2 separate regions of the Triticum aestivum genome follow, and region 1 is linked to region 2. Evidence: chromatin contacts called from public Hi-C data. All regions are on one chromosome and are shown on one strand. Each heading gives the region's core, a stretch centred on a gene start, on an enhancer-like site or on the middle of the called end of the contact. The rest is flanking DNA. Distances are from core to core; before and after follow the strand shown.

Region 1 (6,564 bases), core at 3,647-6,146, 400 kb after region 2:
GAAACGGAGGGAGTACATGCTAATTCCATGACGCGTGAGTTTCCGGTGCTGCTACCACGAACCGGAGATTAGATGGAAGCGTAAGAAACTTCAACAGTGTTTTTTTTGTCTCCCAAAACCCTAAGCGATGTTGTTTGGCGGTGTGTTGGCCCAAAAGTTCATATTTACCGAGCTCGTCGTTTCTACGATTCTGTTTTTCATTGGTCTCGACAGGGAAACTTTCCGAGAGGATATACCGCAGTTGAAACAGGCTGAAAGTATATCCTTTTCTGGTATCTGCAACAGACAAGACGCAGTTTTACTGGTTTGAAGTTTGAACGCGATTCACCCATAGCTCGCCCCAACTGGTTGTCCGCTAGTCTTTTTTTTTTGTGTGTGTTGTTGATCTGGTAGAAAAAACCAGCCAGTTTTTAAATACTTTTGAAAAAAATCGTGAAATCAAAAAAGGTTTACGGATTTTATTAAAAAGTTCTATCCATTTGAGAAAAAAGTTCATCGATATCCTAATTTTTTCCGCAAATTTGGAAAATATTAATCGGTGTGAATTAAAGGTTCATCAATTTTGGAAAAAATTCACAAATTTGAGAAAAGTTGATCGATTTTGCAAAAACTAAAATTCATCGAATTTGAAAAAAAATTCATCAATTGAAAAAAATCACAAAATTTCAGAAAAGTTCATAAAATTTGGGAAAAAGTTCATCGAAATTGAAAAATATTTTTGCGCATTTATGTAAAGAACAATAAAAAATAAAGAGAGAAAAACAAACAGGTAACAACTTTGTTTTTAAGTGTTGCAAATAAAGAAAAGAAAACCTAGCACAACAGGTCCGGTGACAAACTTGGTTAGTGCGTTTGGTACTAAACCGAAAGGTGCACTGCTGAAATCCTGTCACGCTCATGTTTTTTGGAGTTTAAAACAGAAAAATAGTAAGTGGGCCTGCCCATAGCGGAAGGGAATGTGCGCCAAGTTGCAGAATGCATTATAACGGGCTGATGCGCCAAATAGGAAATACCGCACCTGGGCTCGGAGGCTGCAGCGATTTCCCGCTTCGGTCACTTATGAAAGGGATCTGCAGATTACATGCATGGATGCACGACCTTAACCAAGCATACCGGGAACAATTTTGTAAACGTGGGAACCGCTTGGACACAGCATGGAGAGCATCACAGTGATTATATGGCTTGCTCTCATGAGCATGGAGAGCGATACAATGATTACGGTTAGAGGTGTGGTAGTGTTTTTTTTTGTCCCCAACATATGAAAGTAATGCAGGTGACGTTTAATCTTTGACTCTTTTTAAGGGGATACACACTCACTTTATTCATCTAATAAAATGTTTACGGGTCTAACATTAGGGTCATGCGGATGCAAAAGCCAAACATGGCGACCCGGAGGTAGGGATAAAGTGTTTTTAATCTCTGACTGTTTTTTTTATGTCTAAAAATTTCTGACTGTTAACAGTAAGTATATTCATATTGGCCGCAAAATTTGCAAAACAAGCAGAGGATACGAGGGGCATCAGGTCTAAAAAAAGAGGACAGAAGGCCCAGCCCAGCAAAAAAAAAAGCCGGATAAAAAAGGAAATCGTCGACAGCAGGGATCGAACCTGCGCGGGCTTAGCCCAACAGATTTCAAGTCTGTCTCCTTAACCACTCGGACATATCGACTTGTTGCTTCTCCATTCTTCTGCAAACTATATGTACCTACTGAGACTACAGACATTCCTTTTTCACAAAATTACAATAATCATCCTACTCCAGGGACAGCAGTAAGAACGTTTTTTTTAACAAAAGACGGCAGAATACTCCTGAACCGATCTTTTACATGTTCGTACTTCATTGAGCACATCATATACTTACCGTTAACTAGCCCTTGGTTAACCTATATATATGCTGTTTTAGAGAATCTAACTCTAAGATTGTATATACTGACTAAAACTACATATAAGTTAATTTTAAAAACTTTGTCTCAAAGGAGCAATTCTCATCCTACTCCAGGGAGCAGTAAGAAAGGTTTTTTTTTTATCAAAAGATAGCAGAATACGATTGTGTCATCCATGACCACAGGTACATGATTGCAGAGCTAACTGAACCGGTAATTTTCCATGTTCATACTTCATTGAGCACATGATATACTTACTGTTAACTAGCAGTTAGTTAACCTATATATACAGTATTTCGCGGTCATTTTTTTTACTGTATACAGTATTTAGAGCCGCTGATCTAACTAAGATTGTATTTTCTCTGTCGAACCGAGTAATAATGCTGGTCCAAGTCCAGGCACAACAGAATAATAACAGGCTTTACCCAAACAGATCGAATACTCCAAATCAAATGTCTTACATGACCACAGGGTGCATGATACAGAGCTAACTGAACTGGAATCTTCCATGTTCATAGAGCACATGATACCAATCTAACTCTTAACTAACTAATCAGCAACATCACTCAGGAGATGCTAGACTGATGAACTGGTACATGGAGCTACATAAATATCAGAACCTCATTAGACCTAGAAACATATACTCCTCCTAGGAACATTGTACATGAACACAGACATGGAAATAGGGGGTCAAAACACTCAGTAACTAGCTAGTGTTCTGGCAGAGTTAACATCAGTTCTCATCTGACCCTCTCTTCTTCTTGCTCTTAGCCTGCTTAGCCAGGAAAACTGAAAGCCCAGTGAAGGCAAACTTCTTCCTCTTTCCTGAGAATTTGTTGTTAGCACTTGTATCACTGCTATAAGTCAAGATTGCCTGCCTCCTGTTCAGGATCTGACCGAGGGAGATGCTAGAGGTTTCACTCGTACTCGTGTCGTCCGACACGCTCTTGTCGTACCCATCAGGCCCCATTAGCTTCATACTCAGTATCTGCCCGATCGACAGTGTCGGCTTCATGGAGTTGTCTGAAACATCGATGATGTCCATGCAGTGAGAGTCATCTCTGTGGCGATGTGCTGCAGTTTTGAACTTGGGGGAGCCACGGAATGAGCGCCTCTTGTGTCCGGTCTCCGATCGGCATCTCTGAAGGGTCTCTTCCACCGCAAACTTTCTTCGGTTGGCAGTCTCTACCCTCTTCAGAGCCTCCTGCAGTGCCTTCTTGCATTCCTCAACCTCCATTTTGGCTTCTTCCAGCCTTGTGAGTGACTCCGACTTTGATTGGTTGGCTTCGTCGACATGGACCATGGCAGCTGCAATCTTGTTCCTTGAGCTTTCATCGGCCTCTCGAGCCATCGAAGCAAGCTCGGAGTACTCTTCCACTGAAAGGCTCACTCCATCTTCACCCTGGAGACCTTCAGCTGAGGCTTCACTGCAGAGTAGGGCCTTGATCTCAGCTAGTGCAAGAGCTTCAGCTGCCCTTGCTGCTTCCTCCATCTTCTTGGCAGCAAGACATCTCACTTCAGCAGTGCCGATGGTGGCCTTGGTCTGCTCAATCTCGGCAGCTAACATCATGGCTTCAGATTTCGACGCATTTGCTGCATTCCTGAGCTGCTCTATCTCGGTAGTCATCCTCTTGATCTCGAAGAAGATGTCCGAGGGGTCCTCGCGCCTTCTCTGCAGGTCCTTCAGCGTCTGCAGCTTCTGCGTGGTCTGGTCCAGCTCCTGCTTCAGAGAAGAAACCAAGGTGGCGTCCGAGGACACCTTCTCCCGGCTCCTCTCCACCAAGACTTTCTCCGTCGCGATGTCGTTGCGCAGCGACTCGATGGAGGCTCTTATGGCAGCGAGATCACCCGTGGTTCTGTTCAGGTTCGACTTTGCCTGCTCGAGCTCCATCAGAACCAAGTTAGTATGCTGCTGCTGCTGCTCTTGTTCGTCTAGGCCGGCGCACATGTCCACATCGGCTCCATCATTTCCCTCAGGCTGCCTCACTTCAGGTTCTGCTGCTTGCATTTCTGCACCTTCAGCATTTCCCTCAGGCTGCTGCTTTGCTTCAGGTTCTGCTGTTTGCTCTTCTTCGGTAGCTTCAGCGTTTCCTTCAGGCTGCTTCACTTCAGGTTCTGCTGTGGGCACTTCAGTGAGAGAGCAATTGCTCTCTTGCTGTTGCTGCTGCTTCTCTTCTTCAGGCTGCAATGTATCTTCAGCCGTTTTCTTCTGAATCTTGAGCTTCAAATCTGCGATGATCTTCTTGGCAGACTCGAGTTGTTTGAGCACATCGAGCGTCTCCCTCTCCTTGGCGCCGAGCTCCTTCTCTATCTGCGCCGTCTGCTCCGCCAGATTGACGCATTGCTCGTCTTCAGTCCCCCCACACACAGTCTGGTTCTGTTTCTGCAGGCGGAAAATGTGGCAAGAACAAAATCAATCGAGAGAAGAGAAACATTAGTGCTGGCTGATTTTACTAGCCGCATTTGCCACCGAATCGCGGACAAGAACCGCTCCGCTCTGCTCCTAATTGAATGACGAACTAACCCAAAGTACAGGGGTACGGCCATGTAGTACTGTGCAAGAACAAAAAGTACTCTGCGGAACAGGAGATGGCACCGTTCCTCCGCCAATAATGTAAATCGGGGCAAGATGAGCCGCGGCAAGATGGAGAAGAGGGGGGAGGAGGTCGCACTGACCTTGTGGTGCGCGAAGATGCGGTTGACGAGGTGGGAGCTCCAGGCGGCGCTGCCGCCGAAGCGGTCGACGGCCTCCCGCACGGACTCGAACGGCGCCGAGGTGTCGATCTCCGCCCTGCCGCCGCCGACGCCGCACGCGCCAGCGGAGGCCGGGGCCAGGTCCTCGCCGTTCACCGGGACGCGCACGGGGAGCAGGGGCGGCCGGGCCTCCTCTTCCATTCCTTTCTCTCTCGGGTCCTGCGCGTGCTGCTGGGTCAGGGTTCTTGGGTTTGGGCGAAGAGCGAGGGAGAGAGTGGGGTGGGGTGGGGTGGTGGGTGGGCTGCAAGCGGACAACGGGGGAGTGTGGCTCGCTTCGCTTGGGTAGTAGTCGGATTTAATAGTGGTCGTTGACCGGCTGCTGCTGAGGTAGCCGTTGGGCCGAGACTGAGACTGCTGCACGCTTGTCGCTAATCACGGCAGCAAATGGAGCAGTGGCGGTGTACATTAAGCATGATGACACGGAAAACAGTGCGGCTGAGGCAGCTCTTCGTCACGGCCGGACCCGCGGGTGGTTCTTTCTTCCTTTAATCTTTGTGGTGGCAGAGGGCCGTTGCGCACTGCGTGACAACTCCCTCGGCGGTGCACGAGCGTCCTGCCATGCTTGCTTGCATTATTACCGCGGCGTCGGCCTTGCGGTGCCGACCGTCGTTCGGCGGGCATCACGAGGTGGCAGTGAATTGAGCCGTTGCTTGGATACATCATCTCTTGTCACGGTCCCTCGTACCACTGCTCTCTCTCTCTCCTCTCTTTCAGTGATTCACTCTCTTTCACATGACGACGATTGACAACAGTGACATGGGCTTGGCTGCATAGTTCAAAAAACCGGATTGGCAACCAAATGGCGGTTCAGGTGTTCATCGGTTTGACCATCGGGTTAGTCATCGGTTCGCTGGGTAGATTCTTTTAAGCCTATCATCATCACATGAGTTGCTACCGATGGGACAAAACCTACTTGTAGTTAGTACAAATTTGGGTCATCTATTTTGAAACAGAGGGAGTAGAAGCTATGAACAGAAAGTTTCGCCATGCATTTTACCCTCCAGCTCTTCCCCTTCCCAAGTCCCCATGACAAGTTAAAACATGGTGTATGTAATAAATTTGCGATAGTCTAAGAAAATAAATTACCATGGTCTAGTTTTTTTTTTCCCATGATACCTGTAATAAAATTGCACATCGCAAAAATAGGAAAAATGTTCTTTATAAACATTTCAACTTTTGAATTTGTCTAACGGTCACAATGCAAATTTATGAATTCTGTTCTTTAAAATAAGATGGCAAGGTTAGGGGATTTATTCTTTGAAACGATGGCAAATTTAGGATTTGGCTATGCACACATGAGACAAGTGTAATTCCTAAGATTGTCGTTTGACCATTACAATTTTCCATGTTTTGGGACACAAAATTAATAAAATTTCCATAACATAATTAATAAAATTGCCATGGTCTGAAGAATAAAAATTGCCATGATACCAAAAAATAAAACTAACATGGTCTAAAACATAATTGCCGTGCTACATAAATAGAAGCTGACATGGTCTATTAATTAATGAAATTACCATGGTCTAAGTAATTAAATTGCCAAGACTAAAAATAAAATTGTCATGGTACATACATTTAAACGGTCATGGTCTAATTAATAAAATTGTCATGCTCTGAGTAATAAAATTGCCATGGCACCTACAAAAAAGTAACATGTTCTAATTAATAAAAACGTCATGGCTAATTAGTAAAGTTGCCATGATACCTGTAAAAAAATTGTGCATGGCAAAATAGGAAAAATGTTCTCTAAAACATTTAAAATTTTGAAATATCATAATGGGTACATGTCAAAATTTATGAGCCATGCTTTTATATAAAAGTTGCCATGTGCAAAGCTCTCAAGATGCTATGAAAGGGAAAAAAGTCTTTAAGTTACCATGATATTTTCCATGTGCATTGATCATAATTTTCCGAGGAAAAATCATTTT
Region 2 (7,329 bases), core at 1,716-4,215:
CAATTTTGAAAAAACATATGTTTAAAAAACAACTCGCTTTTTTAAGAAATGTTTTAAATTTCAGAAAATTGTTCGTATTTTCAAAATTAATTCATGTTTTAAATGGGAATGAAATATTAAATTCGGTATATGTTTTTAGAACAGAATGTTTTTTAATTACTTGAACATTTTTTTTAATTTGTGAACATCTTTTGACATTCCAAACAAATTTATTAATTCAAAGACTAAATGAATTTTGGACACTATGAATAATTTATTCAAAGTTTCAATTTTTTCTAGAAAGGGGACAAAATTTTAAAAACCAAAAACAGTAAAAAAAAATAAGAAACCGAAAAAGAATAGAAATAAAATTAACCGCCACACCCAGTCCCCAGTCTATCCTTGATGGGCTGGCTTTGTCAGTCCCTTACTTTGCGACAGGTTGGCTTTTTTTTTTGCAAATATTTGTTGTACCGGTGTTGCCGGGGAAATATATGGTACTCCCACCCCGAGGGTGCTTCCGGTGCTCCAAAACTCGGTAGCACATTTTTAAGTGTTTGAAAAATTCTTAAAAAAATCCATCACATTGACGCAACATCAAAGTATGTTGTCAAAAAATATGAAATCAAAATTCGAAACATAGCTTGAGAAACATAAATGACAAATTCGACAGTAAATAGGACAACATAAGTTCGGCTTTAGATTAGGCCCATTATCACATTGATATCCATTTTGTCATTTTTTTATCTGGAGCAATGTTTTGCATTTTGATTTGAATTTTTTTAACAACATAAGTTGATGTGTCAATGTGCTGTATTTTTTAGAATTTTTTAAACATTTAAAATGTGCTATCGAGTTTGGAGCACCGGGAGTATCAGATATTTCCCACGGTGTTGCCGTAGGGCTTGCTCCACCAGCAGCATGGCAAGCCCTGTCACTTGTGTGACTTTATTATTTCTGAAAAAAGAAAAACACTCGTGAGGCTTTTTTTTTTGCCGGGAACACTTATGAGACTTTAATGTTTCTAAAAAAATTGTGAGGCTTTAATTTCCTCTTTTTCTGCATCGTTCCATGCCTAAATTTTTTGCTAGATTTTTTTATTTGTCTGATTTTTGAACCATGAGAATGCTATTCAACACTCACTAGGCGGTTTAAGGAGTGACGATGTTACTCTGGCTCTCATTGATGCGCATCATTTTATTTTTGTGGTCACTAGATAGTGGAATCTTGTTTGTTTGCCGTCTACTACACTCATTGGCGTGTAGTTGTTTCGTTTTCCTTTCGTGAAAACAGATGTTTTTCTACTTCTAGTAGGGGAAAATGAATACAGCTGGCGTTTTAAGAAGTGGTCTGATTAACTCTTACCTTCTTATCTATTATGTGAAAAGAGGACGTAAGAGGAACCATATTAAAATTAGCCTTTTCTGCATATATCTGGATCTCGTCGTGACATTCCTTTCCCATACGATCAAAAAGAAAAAAGAAAAAACAAACCGGGTTCCACTTTCAATCACATGCGTAGTATAAGAGCATCTACAGCCGAGCGCCTCAAATCCGCCTCATACGTTCGGGCGGGTCGCTCGGTCACTGTCCAGTCACGATATTTTGACCTAGACGTCCCACTCAAACTGCCCTCAAACGCCCGGCTGACCGGCACCCCTCTTATCCAACCTAAATATGAGGCGGATATGGGGCGCCCGGACACGCCCGCCACGTTGGACTGACGAAGGGGTCCCAGCCAGAAACGCCTTGAAACCTGGCGGTCTGAAGCTCGTCTCCTCCGTCAGACCGGTGGCCCCGCATGGCGCAGCTCCTGCGGGGCGCGTCGTGCCTAGCCCGGCTATTTAAGTCGACTGGCGACACCGAAACCCTACCATCTATCCACATTTTTCTCCTCCTCCTGTTCGCCGCCGCCGCCACTTTCCACTCCCCCCGTACGCCTAGTAGCCACGCTCCCATGCTGCCAGGTGAGGAGCGAAAAATTTCTGACGCTGGAGTGCTGGCTCGAACTCCTTGAGCAGATTCGGGATAGGCGTGAAGCCCGGATTGCCATGGGGCTACCTCCGGATGCAGTGGATCTGGAGGAGGAGGACGACGACGACGATGAGGAGGAGCAGGAGGATGTGGGGGACGCTGACGCGCCGATTTGCAGGCCATCCTCGATTCCCTTCGGTTGGAGTCGACTGCGGAGGCCAGCCGGCAGGAGATGGAGGCGCATGAGGCTGCAAAGGAGGCGGAGATGCTCGCCTACATGAATGAGGTCGAGCAGGAGGAGGATGAGCCGGAGGCCACCTACCCGCCCGTCCAGCCGGTGCTCGGCACCATCGTCGTGGACATCTCCGACGGCGAAGACTAGTTAGGGTAGTATGTAGAATTTCTTTGCATGCTTCGTATGGGTCTAGGGGATGAAATATGAGAGACGGATGTAGTGCTGCTAATTTGAGACGTGACCGGTCACTGTCCGTAAACGAGTCCGATCGCGTTCGCGGGCGTTTAAGAGGCTGATTTGTCAAGTCCCGCTTTAGACCTCTAACGGAACAAAGCGAAACCAGCACCCATCTCATTGTGACATTTACTACAGAAAATGCAGAGCAATCCCAAGTCTGTCTTCCCAACTACGTTGCCGTCGAGCTGTTCCAAGTGTCAACGTCTCCACCGAATAGGCAATGCCTGGTTAGTCAACCACATAATAAACACTACAGATTATTGCGGCGTACGTGCAACCAGAAATGCGGTGACCAAATTAATCGTGCGCCAGCCGCCGGACTCGCTGTGTGCCTCAAATCAAATGCCACGGTAAGATTTTGACGAGTTTCCGTGGACGACAGCGTCCAATTATTCAGCGGATTCCTCTGTCGCCATGTGATATGCTCCTCGGAGTTTCACCTCAAGATGCCCCGCGAAATGAGCTGTACACGTTCATATGGCTGGTGACAGAGTAGCTGATAGCTCGACATTGCGAACGAATGATACGGCCGCCCCATGATCAGCCGTACGGGTTTCCCCGGCCAGCTGGCACCCCATCCCAGTGTACGGTGCACACCAAACAGTCTAGCACAAGTCGCAATCCAAACCAGACGTGCCCGATCGCGCCAACAATTTGTCATCGTCTTCCTCCTTCTGTGTCTGACCGATTTTGATGGCCAATTCATCCATGGCTTCAAGAAATGTAGGCTTAAAAAGTTGTACTGGAATTCGCCTCCTTGCTGCCATGTACGTGTACCGCTTCATGTCGTTTTCGCGTGGACTTGCTTGCATTCAGGAACTTGATGCTGAAACTGCACAATACCCATCCGCTTCATCTCATTAGTACAAAAAGATTTTGCTCGGAAAAAGTGGGATGGCCAAACTGCACGAAATTGCTAACTTTGTGACAAGAGTTGTAGTACCTCTGCTAGCCTCCCTGGCTGGAAAATTATGCGTACCGCCATCGCTCAGATGGTTGGCGAGAGGGCCAGTTGATAGCTCGACATCTTGAATGATACGGTCAGAGCATTATCACCGAAAATGTCCATCCATACACCCGGCCCTCACCAATACAAGTCATCACTATCAAAAAAAGAAAGAAAAATTGAGGGACAAGTCACTATCCGAATTAAACACGTGTGGTTAAGAACTTGGCTTTTTGAAACGAGTTTGCGTTAACGATTTGTTCTTGTCATGCGAGATTGTTCTCGTCTTCCTTAACTCTACTTGCTACCTCCTTTTTCATGTGTGGGAGATGATTTCACAGCCTGAGCTGACTGACTGATTTTACTGGATGAGTCAATTCAAGCATGGCCCGAACATGGGCATCCAGCCTAAGGGTCGCTTTTTTTTTCATGTCTTTTTCTGCTGAAGTTTATCTGTATCATAAATTTATCGTTGGAATTACAGGATATGTTGTGCTGCATATTTGCTTCTTGGCAAGAGGGAGACGCGCGAACAACCCTACCGTGCGACCTTGATAGCGTGCGTGCATGCCACATTGTCGGGACCTTCAGACATTGCCATGCCACACTGGCCATACATAGTTAAAACACCCCTGAACTTAGGAGTTGAGACTGCAAAATAAAATACAGATTTGGTTATTGACTTGCGTTGTTAATGAGCTTGATACCATTGACATCACCTTTTCTTTCTTAAGAAATCGACAGGCGAGCTGCTCTTTAAATTATCATAGAAAGGGCACCACTTTCTTATTGAAGCCACACCGGGGAGTTTGTTGTTACTGCTGCACCACCGCCACCAAGCTGGTACTCCTACAACATTTTGGACCCAAGAATTCCATTTTGGAGCCATCTTCTTGGATAAAACATATCCACTCATCACCAACGGTCGCTGATAAGTTTACATCACATGGCCACATGTTACTTGGCACTATCCCCAAGTTCGTCAGAGCATCTCTAGCACACCCCGCATAAGTGGTCAAACCCGTAAAAAAATTGCGTTTTACAGTTTTGGGCAAAAAAAGTGTCCAGAACAGAAACCGTAAAAGTAGTCCAACCCGTAAAAATTTTAAGGCCCACCGCAAATGCACACCTGAAACCCTTATCTTTGGAGGTTGGAAGGCCGAATATAGGGGGGCCCGTATACCGGTCAAACCTCGTCGGAGCAAACACGTCGCCGCGGAGTTTGCCGGAATCCGCCCTAAACTCGCCGGAATTCATCACCGCACATCGGAAAAGGCCGCTAGACGCCGCAATCGAGCGCCGCTGGTTTGAATTGGACGAGCTCGACATCGTCGTGGCCTCCTATGACCTCAGCCTGGCCGCCGGAATCCTCCCGACGCGGCAGGCAAAGGGGCACGGCTCGCCTGGCAATAGAGCAAGGCGCGGACGACGGAGGCGACGGGGCGTGGCCGGCAAGGCTGGGCGCGGACGACAGAGGCGACGGGGCGTGGCCGGCGAGGCTGGGCGTGGCCGGCGAGGCTGGGCGCGACCGGCGCGGTGATGGGGCGTGACCGGCAAGGACGAGGCGCGACCGATGGGCGATGGGGCGCGGCCGACGGGCGACGGGGCATGGCCTGCGGGCGACGGGGCGCGGCCGACGGGGTTAGGCGTGGCCGGCTGGAGGAAGGGGCGGCAACGGCCGGACTAGAGGAAGGAGCTCTTTATTTCAGTTTTACAGTTTGTTTTACAGTATCTATTCGGCCGCGCTAGTTTTCGATCCGCAAACGCGGTCATCGTAAAACTGCAAACGCGTTTTGCGGGTCAAGTTTTTGCGAGGTCTGCTAGAGTTGCTCTGTCTGAGCACTCACTCCATCACTGAACCTGCTTCAGCCCGTCATCTCATCCCGTCCCATTGGTTCACCCGATTTTCACCCATGTGGGGATGCACCAGGCAATAATTGGTGGCGGAGAAGCGTTCGCACCGATCGTCACTTGCGCCACTTTTTTTTTCTTTTTGATTGTGCAAAAACAACAATATTTTGTGCAAATTATGAGAGGTGAGGTGTCCGACTGATGATAAGGACCCATGGCTATGGCTATAGGGCAGCAGTAGTACAATGATAGGGGTGCAGCAGTGCAAGAGGGACACTCCACATAAGGATTTTGCTGCCGCTTAGCATGGACAACTCTAGCAGTAGCATTAATCGTAACCTAGTTTGATTGATGATGATCGGTGGCCACAAGTTCGGTGCGTTTTCGTCCTCTTTTTCTGAATGATTACCGTTAGTTTTTGCATTCCTCCTCCGTTTGTGATGCATGGATGATTCCCCGTGTTTTGTCAGTCTGCGCTTTTGTTTTTAACAATTTACGGTTGTATAGCGCCCGGGTCAGGTCATCGCATCGGCCCATGCCGTGGCCTCGTGAGTGAAATTCACCGGAAAAATGCTGCGGCGTAATTAAGCTCCGTACTTCAGCTAATCCGCGGCAGGCTGGCCCCCGATCGATCGCTGCCGCGGCAGGAACAAGCGTGCACGGCACCGAGCCTCTTCATCCTTATCCGGGCGCCATGGAGGTTGGCCGTCGCGGTGGTGCCGGTGTCTCCATCGGGCCAGGCGCGTCGCAGGTAGTCAACCTGACAACCCCTCATAGCATCTACAGCGGCCATCACAAATCGTCCCTCAAATGCCCGGACGGATGGCCCGGTCACTGACCGAACGATCAAGACAGGCGCCTTAAACGGATGTCCGTCCGGCGCGCCTCATATCTAGTCCAAATATGTGCGGATATGAGACCGACCGGGCGCGTTCGCCACGTCAGCCTGGCCCACCCCGTCGGTCAATCCAACTCCACTTCACTCTCCTCTCCGTCGACTTCACTTTCGATCCCCTGGCCTCCGATCCGATGGCTGGCGATGGAAGTAGCGGTGGTCCCGGTGCAGAATTCGACGGCTCGAACATCGATGTGGAGAAGATGGCCCTCTGCATCGCCTTGAGGAGGTCGCTGCTCGAGCAAGGCGGCCCCGGCCGCGGCGGATCTTCTTCCTCAGCGCTTGTCGCTCGTCGACGCACCGCCGGCAACGTCGTCGGCCCTTCCCGCTCGGCTCCGGCAGCTCTGCTCCGCTCCTTCAGGTACGCCGCCCACCTCCACCACCCTCTGGTCCGGAAGTGGTACCCGGCCACCGCTGCGTCCTCGTGCCGGGGTCGGCGTGCACGAGGACGCCCGAATCCGGGCACGTGCAGCCCGGCGTGAGCGGCAGCGAGCGAGGGAGCGGGGGGAGGCGATGTTCCTGCGCCGTTCGTGCACGAGCGCGCCAGTCGACCCCGAGGCCGTGCTCCTCGCGTAGGTCCTCCATCGCTCCCTCACGACGACAGAGGCGGATGCTCGACGCCTCCGCCGCAAGAATGCCAAGGCGCTCTGACTCGCCTTCGAATTGTCAGAGCGCAAGGCAAACAAGGAGGCGGCGACGAAGGCGAAGGCGGCCCGCCATTCGAAGGAGCAGGACCGCCTGCTCCGCAGGCTGTCGGGCATGAGGTGCAGCTCCGACTCCGACCTGAAGGACAGCTCCACCTCCAACTCCGACGATGACGCACCTCCCCATGTCGACGCCTACACACGGGAGGGGCACAGCCGCGCCAACGACTAGAAGTGGAAGGGGCCGGTGAGGAAATGATGATTTTCCTTCACCCTTTCTTGTTTTGTTTATATTTTAACTATGTTTTAAGTTGTTTATCGTATGGATTTGCCGTTGAACTTCGACGAACTATGCTTCTTTTGTCCTCCTATGCAATGTTGATCCGATGTTCGATCGTGTTTAACGTACTTTTGCATGGGTTATATGATTTTGAGGGTTCGGATATAAGGACGCGGGTGCGAAAGCCAACAAATAAGATGTGACCGGTCAGTGTTCGCAGACGCGACTAGATGCGTCCGAGGACATGGCCGGCTGTACATGCTGTCACGAACCGCCCGAGTGTCCTGG

The links. Hi-C and Micro-C count contacts between places; a contact is called where the count stands out from the background.
Region 1: a contact with region 2 is called in a Hi-C map of leaf, with 3 times the contacts expected there. The contact joins the promoter of LOC123051563 here to the enhancer-like site in region 2. A contact is called at or near these places in 2 of 5 Hi-C or Micro-C datasets (both in leaf).

What each region holds. Positions count from the first base shown.
Region 1 is chr2D:62,039,589-62,046,152 of IWGSC CS RefSeq v2.1, forward strand. LOC123051563 (WEB family protein At2g38370) reads right to left here and starts at 4,897. Exons shown (of 2, transcript XM_044474473.1): 1 at 4,559-4,897; 2 at 2,407-4,265. The coding sequence starts at 4,777. The coding sequence ends at 2,616. TRNAS-UGA (transfer RNA serine (anticodon UGA)) reads right to left here and starts at 1,668; the gene lies at 1,587-1,668.
Region 2 is chr2D:61,643,881-61,651,209 of IWGSC CS RefSeq v2.1, forward strand. No RefSeq gene overlaps it. Among protein-coding and RNA genes, the nearest start is that of LOC123048709, 17 kb to the right of the region's middle. Within about 2 kb of position 2,966, at least 2 of the 8 cell types and tissues checked have an H3K27ac peak or open chromatin away from gene starts, as enhancers often do. A contact at or near this core is called in leaf, where this site is marked.